Linked DNA regions of Zea mays: region 2 is linked to region 1. The links are chromatin contacts, called in public Hi-C maps. All regions are on one chromosome and are shown on one strand. Each heading gives the region's core, a stretch centred on a gene start, on an enhancer-like site or on the middle of the called end of the contact. The rest is flanking DNA. Distances are from core to core; before and after follow the strand shown. Region 1 holds the start of LOC100191610. Region 2 holds the start of LOC103654780.

The links. A called contact is a pair of places that touch in the nucleus more often than the background predicts.
Region 2: a Hi-C map of leaf shows a contact between it and region 1, with 2.2 times the contacts expected there. The contact joins the promoter of LOC103654780 here to the promoter of LOC100191610 in region 1. A contact is called at or near these places in 6 of 25 Hi-C or Micro-C datasets (ear, leaf and tassel).

The regions. Positions count from the first base shown.
Region 1 is chr4:237,091,229-237,097,362 of Zm-B73-REFERENCE-NAM-5.0, reverse strand. LOC100191610 reads left to right here and starts at 1,399. Exons shown (of 12, transcript NM_001137039.1): 1 at 1,399-1,672; 2 at 3,029-3,118; 3 at 3,217-3,276; 4 at 3,357-3,629; 5 at 3,728-3,802; 6 at 3,891-3,947; 7 at 4,309-4,449; 8 at 4,557-4,607; 9 at 4,709-4,804; 10 at 4,880-4,963; 11 at 5,656-5,757; 12 at 5,974-6,134. The coding sequence starts at 1,559. The coding sequence ends at 6,069.
Region 2 is chr4:237,231,686-237,238,108 of Zm-B73-REFERENCE-NAM-5.0, reverse strand. It overlaps LOC103654780, which reads left to right and starts at 1,516. Exons shown (of 3, transcript XR_002269346.3): 1 at 1,516-4,779.

The DNA.
Region 1 (6,134 bases), core at 150-2,649:
AGACATGGCCACCGCATCTCCTCCCGGCGTCGCCTGCACTCCGTTCCCTTTACAGGGGCATCAGCTGCGGCCTTGTTCCTTTGTTAGGCCGAAACTCGAGGGCGAGTAGAAGCAGACAGCAGGAAGCCACGCAGGCGCAGCCGAGTCGCCGCCTCCCAATCCTCCGCCCCTTGCCACCAGATCCGCGGTAGCCAGCATAGGTGCCGGAGCCTCCATCTCTGTCGCGTGATCGGCCGACCTCGGCTGGTGCGTGCTCCCCCGCAGCGGGCTGGAAGAGGTCGAAAGGGGAAGGGGAGCAGCGGATCCGGAAGTCGGGCAGGCGGCGGCGTGTGAGGAGATAGCGGAAGGGAGAACGATAAAGCTGGATTGGATAAACAATTCGTGTCCGAAAACCTCACGTCCGTGATAGAGTCTCGCTCGCGTCCGTGGTGCGTGGACGTGTCGGCAGCTGTGAGGATGTCGTACCCGAGAACACGGAGGGAGGCCGAAACGCGAGCATGTTTTAAGACTTTAGAGTCAATGTTGAAAAATAGAAAATAGTGTGATGCCCTGAAATTCCATCGGTAGCTTTTTAGTTAGAGTACAACACTATCGAGTATCAACACTGGTCCGGTATTCTCGAAATTCTCCTTGTCCAGAAACTCCTCGTAGCAGCATGTGGGGACTAGTTTGAAACTTTATTTTTTCAAGTAAATTCTATTTTTCAAGAAAAAATAAACTAATTTTCTTTGTAAAAATAAAAATCTATTAAAAAATAGGGTTATCAAACTAGCCCTAAGAAAATTTCCAACAATACCTCAAACTACCTCAAATTGAAATATAAGACTCTACACAGAAAAAATACTACAACAATAACTCATTTTGTAAAATTTTGTAAAAACATATAGTGCACCCTCTCAAGTGCCTCAAATATACTATACCTTAATGGGTTGCCCTATAAACTAGAATTAAGGGCTCGTTTGGTAGAGCTCCGCTCTATGATTATCTAGCTCTGAGAGCTAATTCTCTGATAGAGTGATTCTAAGTGATTCTCTACCGAAAGTGAATCTATTTAATGAAACCCGTTTGGTAAATAGGCTGTGAAGTGATTTCGGAGGGGTTAAACAGTGGAGAGCAGGTCAGGAGTGGTGTGAAACATGTTTTTTGGCTCACACTTTATAGTACAAAGTAAAGACTAGATTGACTTCACTCATACCATAAAGCACTTTAGATTTTTATCGTTTGGCTTGACAGGAGTGATTCTTCAAGAGAGCAGAGCTGTGTCAAACGACCTTAAAATTTTAATGTTGGAACATAATATTTTGTTGGTGTTCTAAATTATATAAAATATATTTAGTTTTAAATTATAGAATATTTTTATAGTACTTTTGGCGAGAAAAAGAGGCTCGGGGCGGTGGCGCTGCCTCCCTCTCTCTCTAGCCCAGCCGCCTCCCCAACGGCCCAACCTCACCGAGGAGAGAGAGACCGATACAGAGAGAGAGACCAAGAGGACACGGGAGAGAGGACGTTCATTTCCGCGTCGTCTCCGCCCGCAGCCGGCAGCCCCACCACCCACCACATGGCCGCCATGCCGGGTGGGGCCCACGGCGCCGGCGCCGCGGACCCGATGCAGGTGGACCAGCCGCTCCCCCCTGCCGCCGCAGGCACAGCACACGCCCCCGCCGACGCCAAGGTGAGCGAGGTTCTTTTTTTCCTGTCGGCCGCCGCCGTGTGTTTCCGGCGGCCCGGAGCGGTCGCGCAGGCCTCCCGGATGTCTCCGTTCCGCCCCCCCCCCCCCCCCCCCCCCCCCTCGTTTCGTTTACCCCGCGTCGTGTTTGGTGGTTCCCTCGTTCGATCCGTCCGTAGATCTGCTCCGCGCGCGGCGAGGCCAGGTCTAGCTGCATGCCCCTCCCGCGCGATTTCTCTGGGGAGGTGGAGGAGCTTTGCTTGCCGGGGAGGATATGCGGCTGCGCTGCCTTCCTGGTCCTTGCGTGCGCGCTATGCAAGCTTCTTGCCTCTGCTTTCGCCAGGCCGCTTGGCTTTGGCATGCCGGCTTGGGGTGCCTTTGCATAGTGGTATACTAGGTGATCACAACTGCTCCAAACGGGGGAATTGAACTAGGTAATTCTTTTTTAGATGATTGTGACAGTTAATCTCACTCTCTTGTTAGGGATATTTGAATGCACTAGAGCTAATAGTTAGTTGACTAAAAAATTGCTAGTGAAATTAGAGCAACTCCAAAAGAATATGCAAAAATTTTCCCCAAAAAATGATTATAGAGGGCATACTAAAACTGATTAGGGGTGGAATAAAATGTTTACTCCAGCAGTTTCCCCAAAATAAAAAACTAAAACGAAATTGGACCAACTTTTAATGCATGTAGCTAGCCCACATACATGTCGTTGGTTTTTTTTTAAATTTGCATCCCCCTGCCTTGTGTTCTCGCACACCAGCGCAGGACACGCCCGCCACGCCACCAGCTAGTGCGCGCACGTACGCAGGCGATTGGGGAACTTTCTTGTCGCACATATTTGAGGGACGCCAATCCTTGTTTGTGGGTCGCGAAAAAATGCGAGCAAGGAAGGGGATTCTGTTGGAGTATGGAAATCAGCGTTTCTTTTATAAAAATGGTTTTGGGAAGCCTTTACGTGTTTTCTTGGAGATGCTCTTAGCTAGCTAACAATAGCTAATTTGCTAAAAATAGCTAGTAGCTAAACTATTAGCTAGACTGTTTGGATGTCATCGGCTAATTTTAGCAGCTAACTATTATCTCTAGTGTATTCAAACACCCCCTAAGCCATGGTGTGATTGGCAGGTTTGTGATGTATGTTTTGTCTTGTTGCGATTTCAGTTCTGTTTGTGGATAAGGATTTTCTGAATTGTTGAGTTTTCATTTCTAGCAAGCCTAGTTTGTGTGAATTAGCAATAGTTAGATGGCTGTAATTCCCCAATTCTACTACCTTGTGCCGCAGTCCTCGGCATTTTAAGAAGGGTACCATGTCTCGGCTATGTGCTGCCACCTTTTTTTATGGATTTTACTTTGTGACAGCATGCTGGTTCTATGATTGAAGGGAGTGATCCGGTCACAGGCCATATAATCTCGACAACCATTGGAGGGAAGAATGGAGAGCCTAAAAGGGTAATTTTTATGGGACCAAAATTCACCGGACATTATTGAATGTCGTGCATACAGCTATATCTTTCCTAACTTGGGTTGTGTGTTTTTCTGCTGCTTAGACTATCAGCTACATGGCAGAGAGAGTTGTGGGAACTGGATCATTTGGAATCGTCTTCCAGGTACCGTGATGGCTGCTTTGCTATAAACCTTCCTATGTTTTTTTAGTTACCCTGATTCTATTGTCTGCATGTACATTTAGGCAAAATGTCTGGAGACTGGTGAGACTGTTGCGATTAAGAAGGTTTTGCAGGACAAGCGCTACAAGAACAGGGAGCTACAAATCATGCGATCCATGGATCACTGCAATGTTGTTTCCTTGAAGCATTGCTTCTTCTCTACCACAAGCAGAGATGAACTTTTCCTTAACTTAGTGATGGAGTTTGTTCCCGAGTCATTATATCGGGTGTTGAAACATTACAGCAATATGAACCAGAGGATGCCACTCATTTATGTCAAATTATATACCTACCAGGTAAAAAAATCATTTATACTCTTTTGGATTCTGGAATGTTCTGCTACTCTTTTTGTTAAATCTACAGAAGATTGGATGTGATTTTGATTTTTTTGCAGATATTTCGAGGCTTAGCCTATATTCACACAGTACCTGGAGTTTGCCACAGGGATGTGAAACCACAAAATCTTTTGGTATGGCCTGTCCATATCTTATAATTTGGTTTCACAAAATCTTAATTCTTAATTAATCTGAATCTGATAGTCAGCTCATTCATTATAGGTTGATCCACTGACTCACCAAGTGAAGATATGTGATTTTGGGAGTGCCAAAATGTTGGTAAGTTAATGCAGTCCTGTAGCTTGTGTACAGCTAATATCATATGTTTTCTTTGTTGTTCTAAAGAAGGCATAACAGTGCAGTTTGATTTGCATACATTGTTTTTAGTGATGAAGTAGCTTCCTTTTGTTGTTATAAAAGTTTCTATGGACAAAATTTCTTACACACTGCTGAATAGAATCCAGTGGCACAAAAGGGGTGAGAGAAGAATCCAGTGTTCCACCTGGACTGCCTCCTATTTTGCTGCTGCTTCAATGCCATCCTATTCGTTTAACGTAGTTTTGTTGCTTTTCAAGTTTCTGGATATATAGAATATATATTTTACTCATTTTAATCCTACTTTATTTCACAATTTGATCAGGTCAAAGGTGAAGCAAACATATCATATATATGTTCACGTTATTACCGTGCTCCAGAGCTCATATTTGGGGCAACTGAGTACACAACATCAATTGATATTTGGTCAGCTGGATGTGTTCTTGCTGAGCTGCTTCTTGGCCAGGTTAGTTTCTCTTCTTTGCTTATCCCACAGATTTCCTGTGGTTATGTATCCATCTGGGCAACAAACTCAGAACTAAACACATTTTTTGTTAAATGTGATTTTATCAGCCTCTCTTCCCTGGTGAAAGTGCTGTGGATCAGCTTGTTGAGATAATAAAGGTACTTGGTGGTTCTGCAGACTGCACTATATTAGTTGTAAAGAAATGTACTACCTAGTGTTTTCTATTTCCATGTATTGGATGGATTTGCTTTGCTGACAGGTTCTTGGTACCCCAACGCGCGAGGAAATCCGATGTATGAATCCAAACTACACCGAGTTTAGATTTCCTCAGATCAAAGCTCACCCATGGCACAAGGTATGTGAAATTTATTTATCATGTTATATCATTGAATGGTAGAAAACTTAAACTAAAATACCTTTGCTCTTGCAGATTTTCCACAAGCGGATGCCTCCAGAAGCTATAGATCTCGCTTCACGCTTGCTCCAGTATTCACCAAATCTAAGATGCACTGCTGTGAGTTTTGTCTTCCTATTTGACTCATTCTAATCAACTAATCTACCTATCAATGATTGCAAAGCTTAGTTATGGCATTAATTGTTTCTTCCTAATTGATTGGTCATGTTGACCCATTGCTTTCTATTTTAGCTGTTAAATGTTCCCATCATCTCAATTTGTGTGTATAAAGCTACTACTGATGATTCATTCAATATAAAAAAAAGTAGTACCGATGATTGGATATGATGGTGCCATATCCTTTTCCTTTCTATTGTCATAAATGGTGTCCAAGACTTTACATGACATCCTTCGTAGCATGACAATGCTGCACCTTATACCCATCCAAAATGGACTTCTCTGTAAGCTTTTCACCTCTTGGAGTCTGTGCCAAGTGTGAAAAAGGAACCATGGAGGTCTTTGATTGCCTTATCTGGATTACCTTTGTCAAGACTTGAGAAGTCAGTAGGCTGTTAGCCTTTATAGTCAGAAGATGTGTGTGCTAATCTCAGCTGGATTTCAATTCTGCACTGTAATTTCTACCTTATAAAATTTCCTCTCCTTGGAGGTGACATTGATGGACTTGAAAACATAAAAGCATTTTGAGTGTCTTTTCTAAGAGGACAATCAACCATCAAGTCTAAGATGCCTAGCCTAACAACTACTGTTCCTTCACTGTGTTGATTTTATTGCTAATTTTGGTAACCATGCAGCTTGAAGCGTGTGCACATCCATTCTTTGACGATTTGCGAGAACCACATGCGAGGTTGCCAAATGGACGGCCATTTCCTCCACTGTTCAACTTTAAACAGGAAGTAAGCAGTTTCAAGACTGAGACACATTAATGCTTTGCATGTGATTTTCTTTCAACAAAATAGGACAAAACATGTGGGGATTGGGGAACTGTAGTCGCGTTTGACTGAAATGGTAGTTTGAGCACACGATAAGCAAATGTCCGAAGCAAAACAGCTGAACATAAATGCCTTTCTACAAGCGAGATACCGACATTGTATTTGCCTATGAACTTGCAGCTAGCAAATGCCTCCCCAGAGCTCATCAACAGGTTGATCCCAGACCATGCTAGGCGGCATCTTGGGCTCACATTATTGCCCGCTACTGGACCATAGGCGAAGGCTCTATGGTGGTGCTTCGTTGTGCGGAAGGCAACCTGCATTCAAGGTGTAGAATCTGA
Region 2 (6,423 bases), core at 267-2,766, 140 kb before region 1:
TAGGTATTTCCGTATCATTTTAATTCCATAAATTAACATTATGACGATGACATATAAAAGATAATTAATCATATAAATTGTGATCTCAAATATATCCATAACAATATAGATCATGAGAACACAAAGCATATGAAGCATATAAATCATATAAATATAATAAACATGTAAACTGACTGAACAATTGAAAATAAACAGATAAAAACATAAACAACATTACTATAAAATTAAAACAAACAGATACAACATATTATAATAAGACATAACAGATAAGATAAAATCATTGCTACATATAAAACATCACATATGGATATATGAAACATATATAATCTGCAAAACGTAAAACAGTAAGGAAATAAACTGATCATACCATCTCATGCGCTCTGATGATCCAGATCCTTGTCCAGCTTCCCTTGTCATGTCGCCAGGAAGATGTTTTGGGCAGTTGCGTAGACGCTTCCTAAAAACCTAATTGCCGATCCCCCGTGCAAGGTCTCGAACGAGGGTTCTCCTCTACTTAACCTCTCGCAGAGGGAAGTTGAAGGAGAAGGGTCGCATGCGGCACGCCAGGAGACGGGCAGCTGAAGGACAAAGGTCTCGCATGCCGCTGACGAAGAGACAGGCAACTGAAAGGTTTAACCCGGAGTTTGAAACTCCCGCGGTTAATGAGTGCTAAAAATTAATACAACCACACCACGTCCGCTCGCCGCCTGCCTGCCTACCTCGCCACGCCCGAGGCCGGCGGTGGCGGTGGCGCGCACACGCGTGTGTGTCACGCCCTTGTCCATTTCTTGACTTCTCAAATTAAGTGGAATAATTCCCACCATATAAGTCAAGCCAAAAGACACTTGGACTTCCAATATGGTACTATTGGTATTCTCAACCATTACACACCATAAAGTTTATTCAATAAATGGGCCAAGCCCATAAAAGATCCAACAACGTTGTCCCTTTAGGGGATGAAATTTAAGTGACGTTGCTGGAGACAGACATACTAGTCATCTATTAGCAATCTCTAGCCAGGAACGAGTCCAGCCGAAGAGGCCAATGTGACGTATTGCTAGTTTTCCAGTTTAAGGGCTAGTTTGGTAACCCCATTTTCCGAGTGATTTTTATTTTCTCAAAGAAAATTAGTTTATTTTTTCTCTTGATAAAATGAAAATCGCTTGAGAAAATGGTATTCCCAGACTAGCCCTAAACCATAAAAATCTACATACATGACCTTAACCGCTGTCAACACATTTGAAAATCATTTGCTTGTTTTGGCGCTGATGCCACATTACCATAACAATTAGTAATCAGGAAAAACTAAGATAAAAATGTGATTTATTTATTTTTGCACAAAAGCAAAGAGTGATAAGGAGTTCATCTTTCGTACACATTTTGTTTAAGCTTCCAATTTATAACGGATTACAGACTCTAGCGTTTCTGAAGCAGAACAATAGATGACAAGTACTTGAACAGTAGATAACCGATTCCATTCAAGAGCGCTGTTGACTGCATGAATCTGTAGTCCAAATTGAAAAATAGCACAACAAACATTTTTAAAAAAGCCCCTCGTCTCTCTCAATTATTTGATCCACACCCACATGGAAAACCGAAGCCAAAACCCACGCGAAGCCACCTCCCCGAATTCCCCAACCCGCCATGCCCGACTCCGCCGATCCCCTCCCCACGCAAGCCTCGCCGGATCCGGACATGCCGCCGCGGAAGCCTACAGCTGGCTGCGGCGGCGGCAAGCTCAAGAAGCCTCTCACTGACAAGCAGCGCGCTGCCGCGGAGCAGCGCCTGTCCCACCTCCGCGCCCACCTCATCCTCCGATCCCTCGAGTCCTCAGCTGCCGGGGCCCGTGCCCTACCGCCGGCGCAGGAGGCGGCGCTCGATGCCCTAGGTCTGCTCGAGTTTTTCCGCCTCGACCTGCAATCCGACACCCTGCGCCCCGACCTCATCGCCCCGCTCGTCGCCTACTACGACCCGGTCTGCAAGCGCAGCTTCGTCCGAGGCGTCCGTGTCGCCGTCTCGCGCCACAACTTTACCCGCGCGCTCTGCCTACCCTCGAAGCCCTCCCCCTCGGCGCCGGCCCCAGCCGACATCGACCCCGCAGCCGTGGTGCCTGCCGTTATGCAGCTCCTGAAGGATTACGTTCTGCTCCCGTTCCTAGGAGACGACATGTGCATACTGCCGCAGGAAGTGGCCGCCGCGGAGCAGGCGGTCAGGGAGGGGGCGGCGCATAGGGTTGACTGGGCGGGCCTGATGTGGGGCCTCGTCGAGAAGGAGATCCTCGAGCTGCCTAAGAGGGAAGACGGGGTGTGCTACTACGGGCCTCATCTGCAGAGGCTCATTTATGCCCAAAAGCCACATTTGTTGGAGCTGGTGGAGGAAGGGGGCACAGGAGAGCCTGCTCCGGAGGCATCCACTGATGTGGAGATGGAGGAGGATGGTGATGTGGATATGAAAAGCAAGAGCTTGGTGGAGCTGGAGCTGGGGGATAGGGATGGGGATGCCAGTAACGACGTGAGGAGCAAGAGCTTGGAGGAGTCGGAATTGGGAAATGCTAGTGCAAGGAGTGATGGTTTGGACGAGTTGGAATTGGGGGTTTCTGTTACTAGGAACAAGGTCATGGAGGAGTTGGGTTTAGGGGATATGGATGACAGGAACAACAGTATAGAGGAACTAGAGGTGGTTGAGGAAGATGCAAGGAGCAAGAGGTTGGATGAATATGAGTCTGTGGATGTGGATCCGGATGCCATGGATAACAATATAGATGAAATAAACACAGTCAATGAAGACTCAAGGAGGAAAAGCTTGAATGAATCTGAGACTGTGGATGTGGATCCGGATGCCATGGACAACAATATAGATGAAATGCAGGCGGTCAATGAAGACTCAAGGAGCAAGAGCTTGAATGAATCTGAGGATGTGGATGTGGATCCGCATGCCATGGACAACAATATAGATGAAATGGAGATGGTCAATGAAGATGCAAGGACCAAGAGCTTGGATGAATCTGAGGCTGTGGATGTGGATCCGGATGCCATGGACAACAATATAGATGAAATGGAGGCAGTCAGTGAAGATTCAAGGAGCAAGACCTTCAATGAGTCTGAGTCTGTGGATGCCATGAACAACAATATAGTCGAATTGGATGCGGTCAATGAAGACACAAGGAGCCAGAGATTGAATGATGAATCAGAGTTGGTGGAAGAGGATGTTAAGGGTCCAAACTTAGATGACAAGAACACTGCGGATGAGCATGTCAATGGCACAAACATTGATGGAATATGTTTGGGATTTGTGGCAGTTGAAGTGGTGCCTGCTGTACATGAGGCAAGGCTTGACAATAATGAGGAAACAGCAGAGGTAGCACCAATGGGGGGCGATGATGTGCCAGTGCCTACAGATGTGGATGGTGAAGAACCCTTGGTGGAGGCAGCAGCTGTAACACAGGAGGTAGTGGCTGTTGCAGAGGAATTGGGGGATGATGAGGCTGAGGAGGATGAAGAGAAGGATGCAATGGGATTGAGCTTGGGGTTTGACTCTACCAATGGTTATGTTGCTATGGATGTGGAAGAGGAAACTAATGTTGAGAATCTGGACGAGGATGAGAGTGACAGTGCCAATGAAGAGGCAGAGGAGTCAGAGGATGATGCATTTGAGGTTAATGATGGAGAGGACATGAATTGGAGAATTGGGGATGGCAGGGGGGATGAGGGAATGTCACATTCTTTGCAACGCTGTAACACATTTGGAGGCATGGAGTTTGAGAACCTGAATGAAGGGGAGACTGTAATGAAGGATGAGTTGAGGTTTGATGATTTCCCTGCGAGGGCATCTTCAGAAAGGATGACACCATCAAACCTCCTCCAAGCCATGAACTCAATTCCCTCAACGTACAATGTAGCAGGGAATGTGCATGATCTGCCTTCTGGGGATTTCTTGGCTATGGGGGCTGATGCACATAAGAATGGAGTGGATCTGGGACCAGGGAGCTCATATTTATTTGGGAATAATGGTAAGAGGAATATTGATGATATTGATGGTTACGATGACAATATGCAGGCGCAAGAGGACTTTCCTCAGTCTAATCAGCAGAAGAGGATGCGCCATAGTAACAGTGGCAACATATCACCTGGATCAGGCTTTTTCAACGCAAGCTTTTCGGTACCTATACAGAACTTGATGGTTGAGGCAAGCAGGCTCTATGAGCAGAAGGAGCAAAAACTTCAGAGTTTGCAATTTGAGAAACAACATTGGTCTGACATGCTGCAAGAGAAGGAAGCCATTATCCAATCCCTAAACTCAGCTCGGTTTGAGCAACAGAACAAGTATCAAGTGGAGCTTAGACGCTTCGAGCATGATCTGAATGTTATGGCCCATTTGGTAACTACCTACAAAAGAGCTTTAAAACAGACCCGGGCTTCTTTTGATGAGTACAGGAAGAAGTTCCCTTGCAATGTTCCTCTTTATGATGATGTTGCTGGTGGTGGTGGTCTTGTTCTTAGTGTGAGGGAGTTGGAGAAGAGGCGGTGTGAGGAGGAGCAGCAAAAAATTGCCATGGTAAATGATATGATCGAAAGATTCCAGTACAAATGGTTCTCAAAGCTTGAAGAGTGGGGACTGTCTGTCAACTCACTGTGGAGCAGAATGGAAGGACTCTATAAGGAGATTGAGCTTCTGAAGGAAAATAGAAGATCAAGATTTGCTACCCCAGCTACAGAGGAATCTCTAGCTACAGAAGAACCTACCCCAGCTACAGAGGAATGAGTTCCCTGACAGTCAGAGGTATGTGGATTAGTATAGAAGTAGTCTCTTGTAGTTAAGTGAACAAATAAATTGTCTAGACTCTAGCGAAAGATGCACATTACATGTGTATCAGTTGGATGCTAAATTATTTTTTTGAACTTTGAAGCCTTTTGCCACTACTTTTGAGCAATGCTCTCCTGTGCCTTGAGGAAAAAACTACTTTTGAGCACTTCCTTAAACTACACGAAAACCCTAGGACAGAAACGGAAGAACTTGCTTTACCATGCAGTGTTCACTACTTGCCTTCATTTAGTATAAACATTTCCTGCTGAACTGCTACATCCCATAACCATAAGACAGATGCTATCTCTCCTTTTGTTTTGGCTTGTAAGCAATCATCTTCGGTAAGTATTGTTGAGTTTGTTGTCAGGTCTACCGATCAACTTGGCTAGGTGGATGTTTTGCTATAATAATTTACAGCTAATTGTTTGCAGAAAAAAGCTAAAAATTACAATGAGATGTTTGAAAAGTTTCTAGATGATATTGTTGAGTGATGCTCTTGGAGCAACTCCAAGAGATTATCTAAATTTATTTTTTAAAGATAAATATGACTATTAGAAGAAAAAGGTCTCTAATAGACTCTGTAAATGGCTCTCCAGATTTACTAGCTCAACATCCTTCCACCTTCACTCTCTATTCTTGGATAGTCTACATCCCTCACCATCTGGCCTGTTGGCGTGCTCGGTGCTTCCTTCCCGTCCCGTGTGTTGCGCCCGCATTTTCCCGCTTGTTGCACCCACATTTTCCCGCAAACAGGCTCCAATACTTACTCTCTAAACAACTCCATCTGTCTCACTCCAAAACCACCACTCCCGCTCTCTGTTAATGTTGAGGCTACAACACTCTACATGTTATATATGATAGTTCTCATGAATTTTATCGCTAGAGGAAAATTATAGCAAACTAACTATTAGAGTATAGAGATTGAAACTTAGGGGGGCCATTGGAGGGACAAGAGATATATAAAGAGAATATTCATGGAATGGCTATCCAAATAGAGAAATATAGAGATTGAAGTTTAGAGAGGCTTTTGGAGTGCACACTTAACAATAGTACAGCTATACTAGCTGACTTCACATTTAATTGGAAAAGTTAATGATTTGTATTTAATATTATTTCTTTTAATGTATGCTAATGCTAAAACTTTAATGTTGGTTGAAGGCAAAGTACAAAGTTATTATATTGTTTTGGAATGAAGGAGTGTCCATTGGATAAACAGGCCTAATTTTGTAGGACTCAGCTGGCTTCTTTTATTAATTGTAGAACCTCCCTCCTTCCAGATTATATAAAATCTCATTGAAATCCCACATCACAAGCCAAGGAATCCGGTGGTCTCCCTTTATTGACCATAGAATCTCCCATGTCATGTGCTTTCGGTCCCATGCAGGTTCACCATCAATACCAGTGAACCTCCAACCCCATCTTCTATGATGACATCAATATAGTTCTTTGTGACTCTTTGTCACGAACATTAATGTCATCCCGCCACAACAACAGCAACCCCCCCCCCCCATCACTCTCATGGTGGTCGAAGACATCACATCTAACTTTTTCTGCCTTAGCTTTATCCAGATGTGTTTCAGACAGAAACAACGAACTGCCTGGGCTGAGCCTAGCCTGCAG